2 separate regions of the Hordeum vulgare genome follow, and region 2 is linked to region 1. The links are chromatin contacts, called in public Hi-C maps. All regions are on one chromosome and are shown on one strand. The core of a region is the stretch at or near the end of the contact, and the rest is flanking DNA. Distances in the headings are between cores, read along the strand shown. Region 1 holds the start of LOC123407195. Region 2 has its middle 170 kb from the start of LOC123408907.

Region 1 (7,145 bases), core at 2,781-5,280:
CACGAAGACCTATCATGGTGATGATCATCTATGAGAGGAAGATTGGATCCACATACCCTTGTAGATCGCTAAGTGGGAAGCGTTAAGAAACGCGGTTAATGTAGTGGAACGTCTTCGCGATCCAAATCGCCGCCGTCCCACGATCTGTCCCGATCTAGCGCCAAACGGACGACACCTCCGCGTTTAGCACACGTACAGCTCGATGATGATCTCCACCTTCTTGATCCAGCAAGAGGGGCGGAGAGGTAGATGAGTTATCCGGCAGAGCAACGGCGTGACGACAATGGTGGTGGAGCTAGTCCAGCACGGCTTCGCCTAAGCACCGTTGAAACTAGACTAGAGGAGAAACAAATCTAGAGAGAGGGCAACACTTGGATGAATGTTGTGTCCAAAACCCTCAAAAACCTCTAGTATATATAGGAGGAGAGGAGAGGAGGCAGCCTTGGCCCCTACTCCAAGGAAAAGGGGTCGGCCGAACCAAGGAAGTGTCCACCTTCCCTTGTGGGAAGGTGGACTACTTTGGGAGGACTCCTCCTTCCTTTCCTTTTAAAGGTATTTTACCTTTTATCTCTTCTCCTAGACGCATGGGACTTTGAGATAGGCTTCGGCCAGACCACCAGGGGCAGGTCCACCTCTTCTCACATCCCACAAGGCTCTTGGGTCGTCACGCCCCTCCCGGTGGTCCTCGGTACCCTACCAGCACTCTCGGTACACTACCGATGAGCTCAAAAGTTTTCCGGTGACCAAAATAGGACTTCCTATGTATCAATCTTTACCTCCGGACCATTCTGGAGCTCCCCGTGATGTCCAGGATCTCATCCGGGACTCCGAACACCTTCGGTCACCAACACCTATAACTCAACTATACCGAAACGTCACCGAACCTAAAGTGTGCAGATCATGCGGGTTTGAGAACTATGTAGACATGACCGAGACAGTCTCCGGTCAATATCCAATAGCGGGACCTGGACGTCCATATTGGATCCTACATATTCTACGAAGATCTTATCGTTTGAACCTCTATGTCAAGGGTTCACACAATCCCGTATATCATTCCCGTTGTCCTCCGGTATGTTACTTGCCCGAGATTCGATCGTCGGTATCGACTGCCTATTTCAGTCTTGTTACCCACAAGTCTCTTTACTCGTTCCGTAATACAAGATCACATGGCTAACTCTTTAGTCACATTGCTTGCAAGGCTTGTTTGTGATGTTGTATTACCGAGTGGGCCCCGAGATACCTCTCCGTCACACGGAGTGGCAAATCCCAGTCTTGATCCATGCTAACTCAATGGACACCTTCGGAGATACTTGTAGAGCACCTTTATAGTCACCAAGTAAAGTTTTGACGTTTGATACACACAAGGCATTCCTCCGGTGTCAGTGAGTTACATGATCTCATGGTCATAGGAATGTATACTTGACATGTAGAAAACAATAGCAACAAAATAACACGATCATATGCTACGTTTATAGTTTGGGTCTTGTCCATAACATCATTCACCTAATGATGTGATCCCATTATCAAGTGACAACACTTGTCTATGGCCAGGAAACCTTGACCATCTTTGATCAACGAGCTAGTCAACTTGAGGCTCGCTAGGGACAGTGTGTTGTCTATGTATCCACACATGTATTTGAGTTTCCAATCAATACAATTCTAGCATGGATAATAAACGATTATCATGAACAAGAAAATATAATAATAACCAATTTATTATTGCCTCCAGGGCATATTTCCAACATAATGATGCATATGTTGTGATTAATTACCAAAACCACCTTAGGGAGCAATTGTGCTTTCAAGTTCACTTAACTTTAGGGTTGTAGTTGCCTCTTGTAGACTTGCACGCCAATGTCTTGGATGTTGGGTTGCCCTGGCTGGCTAAAGAAGGACATGGGAAACGATCGTCGTTATCTGTCTTTTATAAATATACAAGGCAGATACAAACATGTTACAAACATAATCACTCGCATAATATTGCAATTAAACATCCTTGGAATGTCTCATTTACCTTCCTATTTATGTATCAAATAGGCTTAGCTTCTGGGTTGGTGTTGGCCCCTACACCAATTGGCGTAACATGTCATCAAGTATACACAGACAGTGAGTGAGAGACAGAGGAGAGAGGAACACGTGCATGTCACATAGATAGAGAGACCTAACTACATTGATAGGGCCGGGAGAAGGTGAGAAGGGTAGTGTGTCTATAAGAGAGCTAGCTAGGAAAAGTGTTTATGTGCGTGTGCGCGCGGGGAGCAGAGAGAGACCAAGATACATGGAGAGGTGATGTGGGTGTGTGTTAGAGAGGGAGAGAGAGGGAAAGGGAGAGAGAGTGAGGAAGGGAGGGATGGAGAGAGAGAGGAAGGGAGGGAGGGAGAGAGCGAGCGAGGGAGGGAGGGAGAGAGAGGGAGGGGGAGGGGGGAGAGAGATGTTCATGTGTATGTTGGAGCGACAAACCTGGCTAGGTAGATAGACCGTGTTGGTGTCAGGTTTAGACCGAGAGAGATAGGGAATTGATGAGACCCTATGGGCGGTTCCTTAGTGGACGTTGGTGAGATCTTTGACGTTAGCGACGAGATGGGTGGTGGGTTGGGTAAAAAAATCAACCCCGGGGGAGTTCCATGATGTGATATGACATTAGGATATGGAAATCCAACCTAGCAACCTCCTGAATCCGATCAAACATCAAGTCCAAGAGAAGTTTCCCACGCTTCTCCTGTGCCTGATATGACACCAATGCCCCGGGGAAGTGAGTTCGAGATCCGATCTGACTTTTTTTCACGCTCCTTAGGGGCCTAATCCAACAACGTGCCCGGTGAGAGCGGCTTCAAGATATGACGCGACATCAATCCCGGTAAAGGCTTATGACGCTCTTCTAGGGCTTGAGCTGACATCGTGCGTGAGGATAGCGGCTTCATGGTCATCGATCCTGATAAAGGTTTCTTACACTCTTGAGGGGCCCGATCTGACATTGTCCCGAGGAGGGCAACTCGAGCTACTCCCGGATTCGGTGAGAAACCAAACCCGTGAAGACCATCTCTCCGTGGAGATGCGCAGAGCTAAATTCAAAGGACTGCATCTTCGGTGTGCTATCCGGGAAGCTCGTTGATGACGTGACCTTAGTGGAGGCAGCCTCACCACATGATCGTTGCCAAATGGAGCCTAGTTCTAGAGTGCGCATACTCCTGGTGCGTTGTCGCCTGTGAATTCCGCACATTCGACACGTCCGACGCCTGTGCACATAGGCGACGCGTGCCACCACGATGTCCACGTCGTGACGGCACGCGCCCCGGGCCACCGCGCCACCACGAGCGTAGTCACACTCAGATCTGCACCGGCTGCCACCCCGTAATCGCGCCAGATGCGCCCCCTGGGCTAGTACCATGAGACGCACCTCTGTCCTCGTGTCGCTTAGCACCTCAACTAGCAAACACTCCGCGGAGCACATTTCCCCACCAGATCGAATGGTCTCGCGACGTTCAACCTTGTGCTAAAGGGAAAAAATGGCCTCGCCGCCGCTGCCATGTTGGCTTTGTTCGATGATGCACCCCAACAACGGTGAGGGGAGCTCGTGCAGTGGAGGCTACTCGACGACGGTGAGTTTTTTTCCCTAGGCTCCGTTTACCTTTTGTTTTTAGTGAAGTTGATCTAAGGGCATTGACCAATGCATAGCCTGAGGGTGATGCCCCATATGCTACGTAGGATCGGATATAGGTTTGGATCATGTAACGGGATCCTCAGCAAGAGGCGGATGCTTGGAGAGAAAAAATATGATTCGATGTAAAATGTTGAAAAATAAAGTGGGAAAGTAGAGATGCATGCGTATCAATCTTTATTTTTCTTTTTCTTAATGAGGTTACTAATGATAGCTTACATTAAAAAAGAATCAATGTAAATGTCTTAAACTATTTTTTTGATAATTAATATTTTAAACTACTTTTTTCTGACGAGACATCCCATATTTATATATCATCATTGTACATGTTCGTTTTGAAGGCTGCGTGCACGGCGACTGTGCTGAGTTGCTCCTGCGTGCGTAGGTCCACCAACAGCGACAGAGACAGACGGACGGACACACCCAGAGAGCTTCCTTTTTCCTCACAGCGCCGACGGTGTCATCCAACACACCATCTCGGCCGAACAACCCTCCTCCCTCCACTCCTTCCATTCCACGCACGCTCGCACGCCGCCACAGAGGAATCCTTCTCGCATTCCCGTTCCGCCTCCGCCGCCGTCGTCGCACTCCTCTGCTGGAATACCATAGAAGGGAGATCCACCCGGGCTTGGAGGATTGGTTTCTTCGGTTGGTGACGAGCCCTAACTTGTCTGGATTGCTCCGAGTGTGCCCCTCTTTTAGTCCTCTTCTTTGTTTCGCCGTCAGTGCGGGCAAGCTGGTTCAAATGTTTCTTTCTTCAATGCTCGATCTCCGCCAGGCTTTTTGTTGCTGATTTGTTAGTTTTCTACTTGGTGAAGTAATAATGGCCGGAGGTTTATTTTCCCAAATTATTTGTGTCTTGTTCGGTCCGCGTTGTCCGGATCTTGTGTTGGTTTATGTGAACTTTGCAGTGTTTTTGAGTTCTTGGACTGAGAGATTTGCCTGGATCTGGCACTAATGTCTGGATCTGCAGATGCCGGCATTACTGCGTGATGACGCCTTCTATAGTACAACCGGAGCTTTTCTCAGTCTAGCGATTAGAATGACGATGATTTGCACTTAAATATGAGCTCACACCAGGTTATGGATTATATGTGCATTGGGGTTAAGTAGAGTAGAAAGAATCTCCCACTGAAGAGCTTGGTGGAGTTAACTGTAGGTTGTTTAATGCGTTCCTCCATCGCTTCTTGTTCGAATTGAGCTGTCCTGTAGGTTTTTGCCGGAGCTTTAAGCTACACCTACTTCAAGATCTAGTGGTGTTGCTGACATTTTTGGTTGTTTATCCCACTGCTGAAAATCACTTGGAAGACTCATTCCTGCTTTTTATGTAGCCATCACTATCAATTTTTTTGTGCGAATACTTTAACTCCCTCCGCGAATTTTGCATGTTTTACCGGGGCTTGTCTTTTGGAGGGAGCTGAGCATTAGTTTATCACACAAGTGTGGGTTGCCCCCAAAATTAAGGCGCTGCGAAATCAGAAGATTTGCTTTTGATGGCAGCTGCTTCTGTCTGTTTCGGCTGTTAATTTCTGCTAGTAAGGCTCTGGGGCGGCTGTGTAGTTTCACCCCGCTTAAGAAGTAAGAACACAGGATTACCACAATTAGTTCTCTTATCACTGCCTACCTGCCCATTCTGCAAAATAAAATTCCTATTATTCTGCCATTTGTTTGACGGAATATGTTGAGTTAGCGATGAACTATTTAATGTGCAACAAGTTGTTAATAGTTTCGATGAACTATTTAATGTGCAACAAGTTGTTAATAGTTTCTTTTTGCAAATCGCTGTTAATATGATGCTTGCATGGTGAAATCATGGCTACATGCTCTAAGGGTATCTGCTAATTTACTTTTGCTACTTTTGGTAGGATTTATCCCGTAATTAATGGTTCTATATTTTGGAAGTTTTAGACCATCAGTCGCCTTGAACTATTTGAGCTGCTACAATCTGTTGGGACTTGGCAGAACTCAGTGAGATCGTTCTTCCATCTAAAGCTCTTCCAAGTCCCATATTTAGTAATAGTATATACTAGGTGGTTCTATGTTCCGACTTCTCTTGTTTTGTATTCTGTGCAGTTCCTTTTATAATTCTTCCTCTGAATGGGATAATTATGAATCTTACGTGCATATCCCTTTTTGTACACCCAAATTGACGTTGCATTTGTTTGATATATTTTTCCTCAGGTGCTGATGCAAGGTGTTTGTTGTATCTGAGAATGCAGATGGTGTGCTCCAAAGCTTGCTAGTCTCTCATTCAATACCTAATACAACTACTTGGATGTACTAAGGTCATAGTTGAATCTACTGGTTCAGAACATGGGTTCTCGGTTTCCATCCCACCAATTAAGCAATGGGCTTTATGTCTCTGGGCGACCTGAGCAACCAAAGGAAAAGGCTCCGGTTGTTTGCTCTGCAGCTATGCCATACACTGGGGGTGACATCAAGAAATCAGGAGAACTAGGGAAGATGTTTGATCTCCATGCTGAGAAGTCACGGAAATCTGGCCCTTTGGGTAATCAACCTTCAAGGAATACTTCATTTGGTGGTGCTGCTTCCAATTCTGGACCAGTATCCAGTGCTGCTTCTCGATCCAACTACTCTGGTTCTATTTCAGCAGCGGTTCCTGGCACTGGAGGTTCGGCAAGGGCAAAATCTAATTCTGGACCGCTCAATAAGTATGGAGAACCTACAAAGAGATCCTCTGGCCCCCAGTCAGGGGGAGTGACCCCAATGGCTCGCCAGAATTCTGGCCATCTACCGCCGATTCTTCCGACAACTGGGCTAATCACATCAGGACCTATTTCCTCTGGACAATTGAATTCATCTGGTGCTCTACGAAAAGTATCAGGCACTCTTGATTCTACTGTATCGATGAAGATGCGTGCCACCTCTTCTGCTTACAACCCAGCTGTTACAAATCTTAACGAGCAAAATAGCTACTCACTTAAGGCCAGTTTGCCAAAGCCGATACTATGGGCGGCTATTCTGCTCTTTGCAATGGGGTTCATAGCAGGTGGCTTCATTCTAGCTGCTGTTCATAATCCGATTTTGCTGGTAGTTGTTGTGGTGATATTTGGATTTGTTGCTGCACTCTTGGTTTGGAACATTTGCTGGGGAACAAGAGGCATGACTAGGTTTGTCTGTCGCTATCCTGATGCTGATCTTAGAACAGCAAAAGATGGAGAGTATGTGAAGGTCACAGGGGTATGTGTAATGCTGGTCACCTTTTTGGACTCATAAATTATTCCATCTATTCATTCCTTCCCTTAATGTTTTACATTTAATTTTCTGCTTTCTGTCTTGTCATATATTTGTTTGTTTATGTTACAATTTAGTAGTGATCCTCAAATTACATTGTTTCTTTGTTGTACCTTTGCCAGTTGTGGTGTGTTGCTGAATTGCATTGTTAACTCGTAATGTATTAATGCTACGTGTGTTTGTTACACTTGAGCTCACATGCACTGTTTTGTTTAGAAAAATGAGAAGGTCA
Region 2 (7,145 bases), core at 1,753-4,252, 220 kb before region 1:
CATTCTTAAAGCATTACTTCCTTTCTTTATGAACTTAATACACTAGATGCATGCTGGATAGCGGTCGATGTGTGGAGTAATAGTAGTAGGTGCGGGAAGGAGTTGGTCTACTTGTCTTGGATGATGCATATATACATGATTATTGTCTTGGATATCGTCATAATTATTGTCTTGGATGATGCATATATACATGATTATTGTCTTCTATCAATTGCCCAATAGTAATTTGTCTACCCACCATTTTCTATTTTTTTGCGAGAAGCCACTAGTGAAACCTACAGCCCCCGGATCTATTTTACATCATCTATTTGCAAGATCTATTTTGCTATTCATGTTTCCAATTTATTTTCTCTTTTATTTTCACATTTATATTATCAAAAATCCAAAAATACCTTTCTGCATTTAGTTACCCTTACTTTATTTGCATCTATCAATTTAACTTTTTACCGTTTTCTTGTACCCACAAGGGATTGACAACCCCTACACGCGTTGGGCTGCGAGGATTTGTTATTTGTGTGCACGTACTGCTTAGATAGTCTTGTGGATTTTCCTACTGGATTGATACCTTGGTTTCATAACCGAGGGAAATACTTGTCGTCATTGTGCTACATCACCCTTTAAGCTTGGAGAAAACCAATGCAATTAGTGAGGAGTCAGGCACCTCAAGTTTGAGGGCCCTTCTGAGATTGCTGGGACCCCGAGGCCGCCCCCAGCGTTGGTCTAAACGGTCGTGGTGGCTGACAACTCTGCTTTCATTGCTGCGACGCCCGTCTCGGCAGCGGGCGCTCCGGAGGCCGGGGAATGGTCTCCCAAGGGCGCCTCCGGAGGGTATGTGGGTGCACTCCCACGAGTGGAGCCTCCCTCGAGGGCCGAGGGGTGAACTATCATCCCGCGCCCCATGCTCCCGGTAGGCGGTATTGGAACTGCCCTTTGCCCAGGCACATTTTATGCACCTCGGTGGAACACGTCCTTCCCGCATTCCCGAGCCACTACAAGCGGCGACGGAGTATTCACCGGGCCCGAAGGATCCCTAAGCTTTTCTGCTTGAAGAAGACCTGCGTAGAGGAAAGGATCATACACCCCAGGCGCACTAAGGCAAGTAGGGCGGAGGCATGATGCTTACTTGTCCCTGGCGGTCTACTTCCTTTTCTTCAACGCCCTTGGAAGTGTATCTACGCTGCTCTCTGGCCCGGTCTTCCTCTCGCGGTCGTCCCTGATAGGTGGCCGCGTAGCCTCGATGCTGGCCCCGCCCCCCTCATGAGGGGAACGTGGGCTTGTGTAACAGCCCAAGTACACTTTGCAACCTTTGTAATATTTCCATGAATGAACCATCCAAGTTGAGCCTCATGTGATTTGAATTAATAAAATTGGTTTCATGACTTCATTGCATCATAACATCATGTCATGCATCATTTCATTTTTCTCCTTGGTGTTGTGTTAGTTGGTTTGATTATATTTGTGTGAGGGAGTGATTTGCATCCAAGTGTTGTTTGTGGTGTGGCAAAAAACCCTTCATTCAAATGCTTGGAAAACCCCCCCTCTCTCCTTAATTCAAAGTATTGTGTTTTGGTGGAATATTGCTTTGCCCAACACCTCCTTTAAAATGTTGCAAACCGTGCAAAAATTATGTTTGTAATTTAGAAACAATTCTCGGACTTGCTCTATTTTCCTGTTATTTTAAAGTTGCAAAACAGATTCAATGGTTAAAAATAAGTGCATTTATTTTCTCTCCCTAAAAATTGCCATATCAGTTTTATTAAATGGGGCATATTTTTCTGAGTGTTGGCCATGTTTTTCTTTATTCATAGCCTTTCTCTATTTTCTCTGAGAAAATGAGCATTTTCTGTTTTAACAAAAAAGCAAAGAGAGAGCCAGCGCCCTACGCCTCCTTCTCTCGTCCTTGCAGCCCAGCAGCAACTGCAGCGCCCCAGCCAGCTCGCGCCAACAATAGCCCCACGAGGCTAGCGACCCAGCCAGCCAGCACACACGCGTCTTCTCCCTCCCCAATACGATAGGGCATCTATCGGAGCCACGTCAACCTCCCGATTGATTTGACGGTCGGAGAGAGCCATGGATCTCTATAAAATCTTGCCCTAGCCCTAGCCTTGAGGACTCTCATCCCTTTCCTTCCCTCTCTCCCATCGCTGCCCCTAGGTAAGCCTCTCCAGGATCTTGCCATCGCTGCACCCGCGACGCTCTGGCCGAGCCTCTGCTCGTGCTCGGGGTGACCTCCTCACCTTGCCTCTGCCGCTCTAGAGCTGCGGGAAGGAGTCCCCGCAGCGCCTCTTCTTCCTTGACGACTAGGGGGCCCTCCAAGGCGCAGATCGACGCAGCCCCGGCCGTCTTTTTCCGCTGCTTCGAGAGCAAAGAGCATCACCACGTTCTGCTGTCTCTCTTGTCATCTCTGACCCCTCTCTGACGTTGTCTTTTTGTCCTTTGGACCCTAGGTGAGCAGCGGCTCCTCCCTGCGCTTTCGTGTGCTCGAATTCATCCTGGTCGCGATGTTAGATCCAGGCCCGCGCTCTCGAAGCTCCAGGAAAGCGCGTATTTTTGTTTTGCATGTTGCTGTATTGGTGCACGCCGGCCCTGCTCACCCTTGCTCCCTCGTGCTTGCGTGCGAGAACTTTCCCTGTGAGTGCATCGACTCTCCTCGCCTTGCAACACATCGCCTCGGCCCCACCTCGCGTCATCGTGGCCCAAGCCGAGCTTATGCTCAAGCTCGAGGGGCACTTTGACCGATGCATCACCGTGTCCTGCCACCGGGAATCGAATCCCCGCGAGACCCGCAGCCCCTACCGTAGGTCTCCCTCGTCGTAGGTCGCTCGAGTGAGCGCGAGCGTCGACGCCATGTTCCTGGTGGAGCAGGCGCAGACCGGCCGCCGCTGGGGGGCTAGCTCAAAAGGAGCAGAGACCCCCTTGTTTCGAGCCCCCAACCTAGCAAGTGGCTCGGCCCCCTCACTTTGGCCCGTGAGACCCGGGTTCGATCCCCCAGGAGCGCCAATTAGCCCCACTTTTTTCTTCATTGGTGTGTGGCTCACAGTAGGGCCGAGGGACCCACGTGTCACATTGGTTGTCTGCTAGTGGGCCCTTCCCTGTATTTTGTTTTTTTGTGTTCTATATGATGTTTTCTGTTCTTGCCATTTTGGGCCTTGCCCAAATCTGGCCATGACAATTCTGGCAGAGCCCAAATAGAGACATGCCAAATTTGGCATATACCATGTTATAACTTGATGTGGGAATTTTGTTTGTGAATTGTGGTTGTTTTTACTACAGTAACATAGGCTTGTGATATATGAATTTGGGGTAGAAAAATCTAAGGAATCCAATGGTGGAATTAGTTTTGACTTTTGAGTAAGATGATATCCATGCTATTTTATGTCATGATGCCTATTTGTTATTTTTGTGTGGTTGAGTCCTTGCACCCTTTGTCAAACTTGTCAACTTGAAAGTTGTATTGTTTAGGGAGTACTAGGACCTGGTATTTTTATTTGCCATGAAAGATTTGTATATTTTTGGATTTCTTGTTGTGGACATGTCATCACAATATTTCTATTTTGAGTATGTGAAATATGACTAAGTTTGAAAACCATTTCAAGTAGGTGTGTTTCCATGATGATTGCCAAGCATCTACGAGTTCTTTGTGCTTATACTTTGGTGTGAATTAAAGAGCATGTTGTCATCTGTCAAATGGTGCCACTACTTTGCAAATAGGTTATGGATCTTAGTTATTCTTCCTGTCAAACATGTCATGTTGATGTATACTGCTGTGAATTCACCTTGTGAAATTTAACAAAGTTTGAGAATCTGCTCATATCATCATGCTGTGTTGAGTGGATGATATCATTGATTCTGTGCAGTACTAGCTCATGGTTACTAGGAGCGAATTGTAGTAGTTGTTGCCCTCTATCACCCTGTTAACGTTCATGCCATGAAAGTTAGAGTAGTATAGAGTTTTATTGCTATCAACATGCCATCATGATAAATCTGCTTGTGCAATACTGATATTTTCACTAAGTCCAATTCTGTTATAACCCTTACCATGTTCTAGCACGATTGCCATTGATCCATGACCCTATCCATGTTGCTGTTTGTTTGGGGTTGTTGTACTCCTTGTTAGCTTCATATCCATGTCTTGGTTGAGCTTGATAGGTGGTTGTAGCTGTTAGTTTTCATATGAACAATGTGGTATGTTGCTGTTTTTGGACAAATTGCTTGTTGGATTGTTTTGTGCTTTGTGTGAGCTGTGCTCCTTTGTTTTGCATGAACTTTAGGTCTATTTCACCTAGAATTTCGTGCCCCATCTAGTGGCATACTTATAATACCAATGAATTGTCCATAGCATCTCTTGGATTCTATTTTATTATCGTTGCCTTCTGTATCTTGTAGTGAGAGTTCCGAGAGGCCCGTAACTCGGTTTACGACGTTCTTTACATGCTTTTGTATCGTTTTATCGTGATGTATTCATTTTGCCATGTTCATGCATGCCCAAAAACTTAATCTTGTGGTTCAATCAAGAATGGTAAAAACTAAATAGTTGCATTAGAAAGATGACTAGTGTAGAATTCCCATGCTTTATTCACGTCATATTCATGCATCATATGTTTCAGCATCATACCATGGCTATGTGTTCATTGGATGTTGTATTTCATTTTGGGTAGAATTGGGTGCCGAGAATGAGTACGAGGATCCCGTTGAGAATGTTCCTAAAGAGCAAGATTTTTATCCCTCAGAAGAAGTGCCACGCAAGATGATCGTGACCTTGATATATTTTCTAATTTTGTTATGCTTAGTTGTCTCGTTTCCATTGTTAACGATCGGTGCCTACCACATGGATATTAAGCCTCCAAAAAAATCCATGAGAAGCCTCTAGCCCTTCGACATCCCAGCGGAACTTTGATTGGCTAAGTTAGTGCTTGCTCATGCCTTCTTATAGCCGTCCTAGTTGCAGGTGCAGGTTGATCCATGTGTGATGACATGGACATTTGGATTATAATCTTATTATTGCTATTTAAGTTAATGCACATATATACCTGGTGAAGGTAGAAGGCTTGGCATTTTTCTCAACGCTTTGTTCCGCTTTGCCCCCCTAGTTTCCGGTTATCGGTGTTATGTTCCCTACTAAGGGCTCCTAACATGCTTGGGGTTGTTATGGGGACCCCCTTGATAATTGATTTTGAGTTAAGATTCTTCCGGCATGGCCTAACATTGGTTTTACATTTTCTAAACAACTTAATAAAAAATCATAAGGAATAGGTACCCCGTGGATAATTAATCAACAACCCAGGCCAGTGCTCGTCACGAGTGTTGGTCCAAAACGGGATGCCTATGGGGCCACCGTGAGGAAACTCGAGGATTGGTTCTACTTGTAGCTAGGACCATCTGGTAGTGACCTGAGACAGAGATACACGCGGATCCTATTGGGATATGGCATGCGAGGCAATTTTGTTGGATTTGTTTTACTCTTAACGGATGTCTTGTGCATTGGTATATTGGTGATACTTCGGGCTATCTGGAGGTTCAGGTTTTCTCTCTAGGGCATCTTGTGATAGTTTGTGATGGACTAGTTAGAGCAACCCTGCAAGTTAATATATTTTGGAAAGTCGTGCATGTTCTTATGTGCGTGCTTGGAAATTTGTTTACCATCGGGTTATAGATAACTTGAAGTAAACTAAGTTAAAACATGCTAACTTTGTGCATAACCGTGACTATCTCTACTCGTGAGTTTCTACTCCGAGAGAGGACATGGTGGGGTTATGTCTACCATAAATAGGTGTCCAGGATCACTTCTTGATCATTATAAGCTCACGTCCGTTTATGCGTAGACCACTCAGTTTTAAATTATGTTCCTATAAGTTAGCCACCAAATAATGCTTAGTGCTGCTGCACCCTCACCACTTAACCTTACCACACCCAATAACTTTATTAGTCCCATATCATGGTCACGAGATTGCTGAGTCCCGTGGCTCACAAATTACTACAACACCACAAGTACATTTACTACAAGTCCAGAGGCGTTCGATTCTTCGCAACTCTAGAGTGAGTTCGATGAGGAGAGCACACGCATGTCATGACGTACCCCGACGAGTAGAGGGCCTTGGTCGTCTCCTGGGATAGCGAGAGAGACTCATTCAAATTTTATCGTTTGATTTCATCCATATCCAGACCCTATCTTCTGGATGTTTGAATAAATGTTGTGTGACTTGTAGTTTAGCATGTGGCGAGCGTAAGCCAATCCATATACTCATCTCTTCATAATGTGTCTACAATGATTTTTGTACTTGCAAAACACAGAGATGCGCCACTATACATATTAAAGCCTTGTCCCCAAATACGTTTAGTGTCACATCTCGGATGTTACAAGTTGGTAATCAGAGCCATACGACCATAGGAGCCTTTGCTTGATCGAACGTGGCCGACTCGAGTCTAGTGAACAATGGGGATATGCATTTCTTCTTGACAGTAGGGAGAGGGAATTCAAAGTCTCCAATAGTAAATGTTGGAATTTTTCCAATGGAGTTGATACTATGAACTGGAAGTTGTTTCCTCGGAAAGTGTACCGTATGCTCATTACCATTAACATGAAAAGTGACATTGCCTTTGTTGCAGTCAATAACAGCCCCTGCAGTATTCAGAAAGGGTCTACCAAGGATGATCGACAAACTGTCATCCTCGGGAATATCAAGGATAACAAAGTCCGCTGGAGAGTAACGTTTGCAACCACAACAGGCACATCCTCACAAATACCAATGGGTAAAGCAGTTGGTTTATCAGCCATTTGCAGAGCGATTTCAGTAGGTGTCAACTTATTCAAATCAAGTCTATGATATAAAGATAACGCCATAACACTTACACCAGCTCTGAAGTCACATAAAGGAGTTGTAACATAATTTCCTTTAATAGAGCATGGTATAGTAGGTACTCCGGGATCTCCTAGTTTCTTTGGTATTCCATCCTTAAAAGTATAATTAGCAAGCATGGTGGAAATCTCAGCTTCACGTATCTTTATTTTATTTGTAGCAATAGCTTTCATGTACTTAGCATAAGGAGACATTTTCAGAATATCAGTTAAGCGCATACGTAAGAAGACAGGTCTCAACATTTCAGGAAAGAGCTCAAAATCCTCATCATCTTTTTTCTTGGATGGT

What was found. Hi-C and Micro-C count contacts between places; a contact is called where the count stands out from the background.
Region 2: a contact with region 1 is called in a Hi-C map of leaf, with 3 times the contacts expected there. The contact joins the enhancer-like site here to the promoter of LOC123407195 in region 1. A contact is called at or near these places in 1 of 6 Hi-C or Micro-C datasets (leaf) and 1 of 1 datasets of contacts at active chromatin or transcription factors (embryo).

What each region holds. Positions count from the first base shown.
Region 1 is chr7H:270,563,233-270,570,377 of MorexV3_pseudomolecules_assembly, reverse strand. It overlaps LOC123407195, which reads left to right and starts at 4,030. Exons shown (of 5, transcript XM_045100275.1): 1 at 4,030-4,306; 2 at 5,840-6,859. The coding sequence starts at 5,972.
Region 2 is chr7H:270,783,653-270,790,797 of MorexV3_pseudomolecules_assembly, reverse strand. No RefSeq gene overlaps it. Among protein-coding and RNA genes, the nearest start is that of LOC123408907, 170 kb to the right of the region's middle. Within about 2 kb of position 3,002, at least 2 of the 3 cell types and tissues checked have open chromatin away from gene starts, as enhancers often do. A contact at or near this core is called in leaf, where this site is marked.